Regions from separate parts of the Mus musculus genome. Here region 2 is linked to region 1. A link is a contact called in public HiChIP or PLAC-seq data. All regions are on one chromosome and are shown on one strand. Each heading gives the region's core, a stretch centred on a gene start, on an enhancer-like site or on the middle of the called end of the contact. The rest is flanking DNA. Distances are from core to core; before and after follow the strand shown.

Evidence for each region. HiChIP or PLAC-seq counts read pairs in DNA pulled down with a chosen protein or histone mark.
Region 2: a contact with region 1 is called in a BATF HiChIP or PLAC-seq map of CD8 T cells, with 5 read pairs. The contact joins the enhancer-like site here to the promoter of Lysmd4 in region 1. A contact is called at or near these places in 7 of 39 promoter capture datasets (the C10 cell line, hematopoietic stem and progenitor cells, hippocampal neurons and 4 more), 2 of 15 datasets of contacts at CTCF or cohesin (the G1E-ER4 cell line and the NIH/3T3 cell line), 28 of 484 Hi-C or Micro-C datasets (B cells, CD4 T cells, CD8 T cells and 21 more), 4 of 115 datasets of contacts at active chromatin or transcription factors (CD8 T cells, bone marrow-derived dendritic cells, effector CD8 T cells and 1 more) and 3 of 9 other capture datasets (adipose tissue, liver and pancreatic islet).

The regions. Positions count from the first base shown.
Region 1 is chr7:67,221,183-67,226,203 of GRCm38.p6, forward strand. It overlaps Lysmd4 (LysM, putative peptidoglycan-binding, domain containing 4), which reads left to right and starts at 1,362. Exons shown (of 3, transcript NM_175215.4): 1 at 1,362-1,447; 2 at 2,427-2,709; 3 at 4,682-5,021. The coding sequence starts at 2,437. 1700112J16Rik (RIKEN cDNA 1700112J16 gene) reads right to left here and starts at 1,276. Exons shown (of 3, transcript NR_131044.1): 1 at 1,062-1,276.
Region 2 is chr7:67,351,360-67,356,326 of GRCm38.p6, forward strand. All of the region lies in intron 1 of Mef2a (myocyte enhancer factor 2A), which reads right to left. Among named protein-coding and RNA genes, the nearest start is that of Mef2a, 19 kb to the right of the region's middle. Within about 2 kb of position 1,847, at least 15 of the 459 cell types and tissues checked have an H3K27ac peak or open chromatin away from gene starts, as enhancers often do. A contact at or near this core is called in CD8 T cells and liver, where this site is marked.

The DNA.
Region 1 (5,021 bases), core at 112-2,611:
TCATATTCAGGCTTGCCATAGACTGACTTGTGTCCCCTTTCCTTCCTGTTGAAACCCTACCCTCTGAAGTGAGCTTTTAAGGTGGAGCCTTAAAGAGGGGACTGGGTCAGTGCCCTTGTGAAGGGCTTGGCTTAGACTCTTTAAAAGAAATAAAAAATTAAAAGACAAAACTTTCGACATTCCATGGCAGTTCTGCTTAGCCCTGGAGTTCAGAGCCATATTCAGAAAGCTAAATAGTTGGCCCCTGCTACCTTGCATCCTCTATCCCAGGAGAAGGCTGGACTTGGGAGGGGACAACATGTTTGACAAGGGTTGAAGGATATCCGAGTGGATACCTCTGGTGATGGGGTGGGTCTCCACTAACTTGGGATCAGATCAGTGGACCTGTTCATGTGGCTGGGCACCTGGCCCACTCTGATAGGTGGGACATAGCGTTCATACTTCTCAGGCAGCCTCATCCAAGCCTGTAAACTGTCACAAACCACAAATACCTCAGTGGGAAACACATGTGCTGGGTATATTAGCGAGGCTCACCTCCTGGGTTGGGGGGCAAAGTAAACAAATGTTTAAACAGATGTTTAAAGCCAGAAAGAAGAGTCCTGTGGCTAGCAGAGAGGGCCATGACCTGGTGCTTTCCTGGCCTTAGACATTTAGAGTAAGACTTTTAGTTTTATTCTAAATCATAGGAAGAATTTCTGGGCTCTTGTTTCAATGTTGATTCCCAGACAGGCTTAGCACCTTGGTTCAGCGGCCAGCCATCTGCATTCTTTGGTGTAATGCCTGCCCACGACACTTAGTTTCTTCCTTATTCATTGGATGAGTCTTACTCCATTAAGGATTTTAATCTTGGTTACAAAACAATGCCACAGGTTCTCCGCCCTTTTCCAAATAGCAGGGACGCTCTGGCTGGCCAGATGATACATATTCTCCTTTATCCAATTCTGGTCTGTGTTGTCAGGGCAACATTTCACATCCCTGGACTTCTGTTTATCTCTGGGCAGGGGCTGGCAACCATTCGGCCCCTCAAAGGATACTGGGTCGAAGATTCAGGTTGAGGCTACCTGGGTCAGGCCTCTCGAGTGGCGCACCGCCGTACTGGGTACGCTCCTGGCCACGGATCAGGACGCACATGGGTCAAAGGTCTCTCCTGCCGGGAAGAAGACCGAGGCTTAGCAGAAAGCTGTGGCCACCGAGGAGGCCAAGATACCTGGCTCAGAAGGGGAAACCGGGAACAGCTGGGATAAATGACATAGGAGCACAAGTCCAGGGTCCACGCTGGAGCCCCGCCCATCAGGGCCCGCCCTCATTCTGACCTCTCAGCACCTCCCGGCTCTGCCAGGGCCCGCCCTCCTCTGAAGTCATTGGTTGGCTCTTAGTCCCCGCCCCCGGAAGACCTGCTTTTTGCAGCCAATCGGCGGGCGCGGTGGCGGTGAAGCCTGGGAGCGAGGTACCCGAACCTGGAGCAGGGTCTGCTGGGTTGACTTGGGGGGCCAGGGCTTCTGGCCCTGTCACTGTGGGCTCAGTGGAGGGCTGCCAATCCAGGGCCAGTGCCTGTGTCCACAGAGGGCTGGTGCCGGCTTGCGGGAGTGGCAGGATGTGTATTCTTTGGAAAGTTGGGGCCGGGCCTGTTTAGGCCCAGGGGCGGGGACGTCTGAAATTTGTTTTGTCTCCTGCTTAATGACAGCCCACCTGTCATTGGAGGGAAACTGAGGCCTCTTTTGGCCGCCCCGGGTGCCAGGGGCTCAGAATTTGAGACCAGAGGGAGATACCTGAGGTTGGCTGTTCCCTTAAAGGGCCATGCAGAAGGGACCGCCAGGAATGCCTGGAGTCTCATTCCAGCCATTTGGAAGGGAAAGGTTGGTTGTGGCTCTGGCGTTTGACTCCAGGTGGCAATAAGGGGACCGTGGGGGTGAAATGAGTCCAGAATGACTGTGAGAAACGGACAAATTGAAATTTGATAGGTTTTTCCATTGCTCATCAATTAGGTCACGTCAGCCAGGGTCAAAATAAGAGAACTATGGTTGTTCCCAGCTTCTGTCCTTTCCCCTGAAGACACCTTGGGATGCCTAATGAGGTTTTTGTCCAAAGATTCTAAGTGTAAGATTCTCAGTGTCAGAGAGCTGAGAACAGTTGTCACCTCACACAGTGCTGAGACACAGTGGTTTCTTCTGTGGGCTAGGGGAAGCACAGCTGGGGGTGGGGAAGAAGGGTGGGGAATCTTTTTTGCACACAGTAAGCACTTAGGGAAAGTATGATCTTATTCTGTGTCAGTATCAGGTGGACAGGTGTGAGGATGTCCTTCTGTCCTGATGCTGTTTGTTTGATATTGGCAATATTAGGAAGTTACTAACGAGACAGTCCTCTTTAGGAAGCCAGAGGAAAATGAATAGCATTTGTGTGGAATTAACTCCAGGTCTGATTTTCAGTTAAGAGAAAATGAGGCAGAAGGAAGTGTTAGCCAAGAGCTTCCAAGGTCCAGCTGCTGTCTGCAGGACTCCAAACAGCCACGTTTACATGTTCAACAATGGCAGCGGGGACTCTGGGGACTCCTCTGAGGAAGAGTCACATCAGGTGGTGTTACGACCCCGGGGCAAGGAGCACCAGAAGAACAGCAGCCAACGGCCAGGAGCAGGCACCATGGTTCTGCTGCAGCGGGAGCTGGCTCAGGAAGACAGCCTCAACAAGCTGGCTCTCCAGTATGGCTGCAAAGTAAGCTGACCTCAGTCCCTCTGCCCTCCAGGGTTGAGAGAGGCACGGGGGGGGGGGAGGGGGTCCACTATAGGCGGGGGTCACTATAGGACCTTCCTGACCCCCATAGGCGACTAGAGTCCTCCCTAGCCAGGGCTGGAAGCTGGTGGAGGTACCCTTCATTCAGAACTCTGGGCTCAGGAAGGGTCAGTTAGTTGGGCACCTCAGTTCAGGGTGTGCTTGTCCTGTGTCCTCCACAGGGACACTATGAAACAGTGTGGCCTCTGAGCACACTGGATTTAAGGTCTTAGGGCTGGAGATGGTAGGCGGAGTCCACACGTTTCTGTGGCATGCTTCTCTCACTACTTGTATTTTCTGACCTTTGCTTGCCAGTAGCTAATCTGACTAGTAGAGTTTTCTCTCTTCTCCCTAGTAGAACTGCATGGTCTGGCCCCTGTGCTGTGCGTTTGTATAACCTTATCTTTCTCTTTAATTATGTTTTTAGCACTCAGAGTGATTAACAGTGGCAAAGTAAGTTGGAAAGCGTTTCTGGAATCGCTCTTTTCTCCCGCATTGAAACAGTCTGTTTCCCGCTGTTGACTCCATGCTATATACATGCTATATACATGCTGTATACATGCTATATACATGCTATATAGTACATGCTATAATCATGCTATATACTGGCAGAAGCTTTCACCAAGCTTGCATCAGCTACACAATTAAAAAACAAACAAACAACTTTACCTCCTAAAAATTGTCTGTGGTTTATCTAAAAAGATCCAAATGAGCAAAAAGACTGTGTGGGTGTGGGAGTCTTTCCCAAATAGAGGCTCGTCTCCAGGGACACATAGCATCTTAACATTGCACTGGCCTTTGCATTTGGGTGTTATAATCTGCTTCTCTAGGCATAACATATGCTTTATAGACCATGGACAAAAAACAAACAAACAAACAAAAAACCTTCCCAACAAAGTCTTGAAAGATAGACTTACTGTTCATGTCATGTCAGAATGACAGTCCCTAAGAAACCCAGAGTGGGTATTTAGTGTCTCCAGTAAGTAGTCCAGTTCCTATGGGAGGAGAATACATGTGCTGTTCATGTAGTACACAAAGAATGGAAGCTGTCAAGCTCCTCCTGTTTGTTGGTTTCAGAGCAAGAGAGAAGCGTCCTATAAGCCGGTTGAGTAAGACTCTAAAGTGGCTGCTGAGTAAAGCGATCGCACACACGATGGACTTGCACCGTCAGCTCCGTGGGCCGTACTTACACTTAGAGAAGTTTTTCCCAAGTAGCGTGAGGGGAATTTAAAATTTGGCTTCCCATTCCTCCTTTTCTGTTAGAAGTTTTGTGTTACTTGATAAAAATCCACAGTCACAGTCCCACAACCTTAGTCTGGAGAAAACAAACAAAAAAACAAAACAAAAAAACCAACTCAACCCGAAACTCCTGGCTGGTGGCTGATTGCCTAGCTCACTTCTCATGAGAGGTTTCATCTCCCCAAACTGAATTAACTTCTAACCGGGGAATAAGTTCCTGTGCCTGCCCTGCTTCTGGGAAAGTGTGAGGGAGCATTGTGAGGAAGCTCTCAGGTGGCAGAGACCCCACGTGTGCCCAGAGCCAGCTTGGGCTTTGGTGAGCTTGTCTGGTCACTTGCTCAGCTGGGTCTGGTGTGAGATGGGGACACTGAGTTAGACAGGAAGGGTGACAGTGTTGGTTCTGTTTCACCTGAAGCTTTGGCTGTAGTCACAACACCCTCCAAAGGTGATCAGAAATTGTTTAAAGTAGAGCAGTTGGTTTCTAAACTATTCATTAAGGGGTAAAAACCAAAGACCAGAGAATCAAAAGCCTTAGTCACTTAGCTGAAATGAAGCTGTCTGTGGGTGTGCTTTCAAGCTTTCATGGGCGTCTCCACTGGAGCCCCAACAAGCAAAGGTCTCAGCTGGGTACTGGTTTTAAGGAGCATCGCATGTTTATAATGCATGGCTTCCGTAGGTTGCAGATATCAAGAAAGCAAACAACTTCATCAGAGAGCAAGACCTGTATGCTTTGAAGTCAATCAAGATTCCAGTGAGAAATCATGGGATTCTCACGGAGACCCACCAAGAACTAATGCCCCTTGGGGCTTCATCCTCTGAGACCAGGGTGACCCTGGTAGACCTGCCTGAAGATGAAGATGCTGGTGGAGCAACCACTCAGGGCAACCAGCTGACAGACTTCTTCAAGGGCATTGATGAGAACATTGAGCGGGCTGTGCATTCTGACGTCTTCCACGGTGACAGCTGCTGTGTGGAGGCCCCAGATCAGCTGCTGCTCCCCATAACCCAGAAGCCAG
Region 2 (4,967 bases), core at 597-3,096, 130 kb after region 1:
CTAACCCTATCGACCCCTACTATCCACTATCTATATTGTCCTTAACTGGAACTACATATATTGCCTAAACAATCAAGCTCTGTAACTTTATACACTGACCCCTTCCAGGAAATGACCTTAAATGCTCAGTTCAATGTATACCATCAGCCAGGCCAACCCCAGGGAAACTTACAACTATCATCACTTCAAATGAGCAAAAAGCACTACAGTTTTGCAAGTATAAACCTCTCCTATTATACTGTACATGCATTTTTAAAGATCTCTGCACACCACTCATTTTGTATATCTTCAGTAGTTAAGTCAATATCTGGCACACAATTCAGAATATATTTACTTAGACTCTAATATATTCCACATAATTCCAAGTTCTAGGGATAAATCCCTACCTTTATTTCTCACCTCAAAGAACTTGTATCCTAGTGGAAAATAACTTAACATAATTTAGATAAGGATTAAATGTGGTAGGTTCATGGAAAACCCTTAATAAGAAAATGATAGCAGGGAAGGGAGTACTATTAGAGGGAAGAAATTGAAATTACAGGGAAGATGCTCAGAGAAGGCCCAACACAACAACTGCAACATAGTAACTGTTACACTACATCAGTACACTAATTACTTGACATATATTAACTGATAGCCAAAAGTCATTAGTGTCCTATCTGTATCCTCAATAGGAAAGGACATAATGAAGAAGCAACTTTTAAAGTCATGCAACTAGTAAGGGAGAGAAACCACGGTGAGCATCCAGGGCGGTCTCAACTGCCATGTAAAACCACACTTCAGTTAATGCCTTAGCTGCATAAAGTGAAAAAAATCAAACTGTTCAAGACAATATAGGCTAATGACATGAATAGGAATGACACTGTGATACACCAAGAAAGAAAGAAATATGTGATCTCTGTTCTTTGTTCCTTGCTCTCAGCCTAAAGTTTCACATCTTGAGGAATCTCTAGAGTGGTAATGATATCTTTTTAAAATGAGATGACTGGTGACTTGAGGATCCTTAATAGGACCAAATCATGGTTAAAATTATCATAAAATATACTCCAACTTGATTTTTCAACCCATCTTACCAATATCTAAGTAGAAAAAGGCTAATGGATGAGTTGGTCACCAACAGCTAAGATGTAATAAATCATACCTAAGTAATGAAATCTTCTAAAAACTCAAAGGACAAACTACTAGATGTTTGGAGGATAGCATATGCAGAGAGCTTCCTATGCCTATCTATATACCTTGGTCTCTGCATCTCCTCTCTCTAGCAGTTCATTGTATTCTCTGCATTATTCTTTAGTATACCCTTCACAGATTAGCATCCAATTCAAATATTCAAAATCAGAGTACTGGCCTGACTCCATATGAAGAAAATTCCATACCTAGTCTTCTTATTAGTTGAATTAATACCTAGTCTTCCTACTAGTTGAATTAATAGCATAGGTATACACAAAATATTATATAAAATTGTATATAAGGTATGTATCAAACAGAACTAACTTCCATGTTCAGAATGGTATCTTATTTCCTTATATTCATGAAAGTATCATGAAATCTTTAAAAATCTAAAATCTGAAATGCTTGATATAAAATATTCAACATACAACAGGTAAACAAAGAGAAAGTATCCCCAATTCTATGAGCTACTCTAGCAAATCAATCAAACCTGTGATGAGGCTTTGGCAGTCCGTGCTTTATAGCCAGTTATTCAGAAATAAAGACCACAGCTGGGCATGGTGATGCATGCCCTTAATCTCAGCACCGGGTAGGCAGAGGCAGGCAGGCAGCCTGGTCTACAAAGTTCAAAGGACACCTGGGCTCTGTCATGGAAAAACCCTTTCACAAAGGGGGGAGGGGGGGAGGAGGGAAAAAAAGAGGCAGTGAGCCGAGAGACAGAGAGAATGCACAAGAAAGCACAGAACCTAGAACTTGCAGCAAGCATCTAAATAGGGCTTAAATAGGACTGAGTCTGCACCGGGTAGAATAGAGCATCAGAAATAATTTTAATTAGGTCATCTACCTGGTTTCCACTGGAGAAAGAGATTTCAGGAGATGGACTATTATGAGGAATAAAAGGACAATTCATAATACTTAATGTTGGCTTCTCAAAGATGCAAAATAATTATGTTTATGTAGCAAGTTACAACATGCATGAAACAAGCACTACAAAACCAAACAGAAAGTAAACAAATCACAATTATACTCCAAGATTCAAAATCCCTTTACAACAGAAAATTAATAGACAGAAAGATATCTAACCCATGACTAGTCCTATAATCCAACTTGGATTAACTGTGCTCTACATCCAACTACATAAAAAATATATTCAAGTGCATATGTCTCCTGGCACATTAAACACAAACATATACAGGACTATAAATGTATAAGGAGCTGCTGAGTCATATTTGATGTTTGCTATGGGACTGAACTTCTAAGAAAGAAGATCAAACTTGCCGCAAAGAACTATTTTTGAGCAGGTCCGCTTCCCCCACGTCCTGTAACTCTTCTCTCCCACTCCCCCTGCTGGTGGTGGGCTAGAGGAGAGGTTGGATCCTTATTAAAAGTAGGTTGTAAGAAATGTATGGCTACAGGTTTCACGTCAGTATTATACAATCTCTTTTAGGAAAAAGAAATAATTAGAAATGGCTCTGTAATCTATTGAAGACCAACCTAAATAACCCTCATATAAAAATGAAGCAAAGGGCCGGGCGTGGTGGCACACACCTTTAATCCCAGCACTCGGGAGGCAGAGGCAGGCGGATCTCTGAGTTTGAGGCCAGCCTGGTCTACAGAGTGAGTTCCAGGACAGCCAGGGCTACACAGAGAAACCCTGTCTCAAAAAAAAAAAAAAAAAAAAAAAAAGAAGCAAAGGGGCACAAGAAAAAAGAAACTATACACTAATATTACTAGTGTGTTATCAATATATGAAAAGGGGACATACTACAACTGAGGTTCGTCTCAAGAAAACAAGATTGGTTCAATAGTCAAAAAAAATGTAATTCACTATATTAGTATTCTAGTAAAACTATCCATTCACTTAATTTTAATGAATGCATTGAAAGCTAACAAAACACCCACTCTTAAAGGGAGAAGTGGAAATCTCAGCACCTACAGAAAACATACAACTTGCCATCCTCGATGGTACAGATGGACCTCCCTCTCTAAGATTAGCCAAAAAGCAGTGATGTGTCTTTCTAGTCAGCATTTTGTGGGTGTTCTAACCATTGCAATTAGTGCAAGGAAAACAACACCCAGTCTGTAAAATATCCTCTCTACACACCAACCATGACAACATATACAGAAAATGCTCAAAGAATATAATAAAGTGATTAAAGCTAAAAGGTGAGTCTTGCAAGAGTAAGACAGAAGCCCTAAACTAATTGCATCTTTATATATTAATAATGGCAAATACAAATTTAAATTTTTAAAATTTTGTATAATTTACATTTGTTATTTATGTACATATAAAACTGTTTAAGATTTCATTATTTTTAATGTTATGTATGTATCTGCCTGTAGGCTTGTGCAGGAAAGCAAAGGCGCCAGTGAAGGCCAGAGGCCACCAGAGCTGGAGTTACCAGTGGCTATAGCCACCCAGTATGGATGCTGGGAACCCAAACTTGGACTGTCTACAAAACCAATGTATGCTCTTAACCCTCTCAGCCATCTTTGCAGGCCCAAATTTAGAAAAATTTTAAACATCATTATTTGAGCTCAAAACCATATTTAGAGATAATTTTTTGTTTGTTCGTTTTTTGAGACAGGGTTTCTCTGTATAACCCAGGCTGTCCTGGAACTCACTTTGTAGACCAGGCTGGCCTCGAACTCTGAAATCTGCCTGCCTCTGCCTCCTGAGTGTTGGGATTAAAGACGTGCGCCACCACACCTGGCTTTTTTTTTTTAAAGTCTACTTTTTTTTTTTTAAGATTTATTTATTTTTATTATATGTAAGTACACTGTAGCTGTCTTCCGACACTCCAGAAAAGGGAATCAGATCTCATTATGGATGGTTGTGAGCCACCATGTGGTTGCTGGGATTTGAACCTCGGACCTTCGGAAGAGGTGTCGGGTGCCCTTACTCATTGAGCCATCTCACCAGCCCTAGAGATAAATTTAACAACACATGTGTAAGACTAACAATGGTAAATACTAAGAAACAGTAAAAGTAATTAAACTAGTTCTAAAATAATGGAGATGCCACACTCATTCATCTGATTTCTCAAAACTGTTACGATACTAATTCTCCCCAAATTACCAAAGGTTCAACACAGTTACAATCAAAATCCCAACAAACGAACGTTCTTATAAAAATTGACATGGGTGGGGCTGGGGTAATGCATGCCTCTATAATCCCAGCACTCAGGAGGCAGAGACAGGAGAATCTCTGTGAGTTCAAGACCAGCATGATCTACAGAGTGAGTTCCAGGAAAGCCAGGGCTACACCCAGAAACCCTGTCTCTGGGGGGGAAAAACAAAACAAAGCAAAACAAAACCAAAACTGACATGGTGCGAACATGGTAGTCCACACCTTTAATCACAGCATTTGGGAGGCAACAAGAGAATTTCCGTGAGCTTAGGGCATTAAAGGTGACTAAAAGAGCCTTGTCTCAACAACCGGCATGGCAGTTTAAAACTGGTAACACAGATGCTGTGGTATGGATGCAGTACTCCTCCTCCCCGGGCTCATGTGTTCTGACACTTAGCTCCCAGCTGGTGGCGCTGTTTCAGGAGGTTGTGGAACATCCGAAAAGTAAGGCTTAATGAGGGGTTGGGCTTTGAGGTTTATAGCCACATTTCTTGCCCCATCTCTCTCCTGATTTCCCCAGAAGTAGGCAAGCAGTCTCATATTCTTAACACCACAGCTAAGAGTCACTCTGGCTGCCACACTTTCCACACCACTGGAACAAAAAAACAAAACAAAACAAAAAAACCCTAACTCAAAACAAACCCTTCCTCTCCTGTGCTTTTGCCAT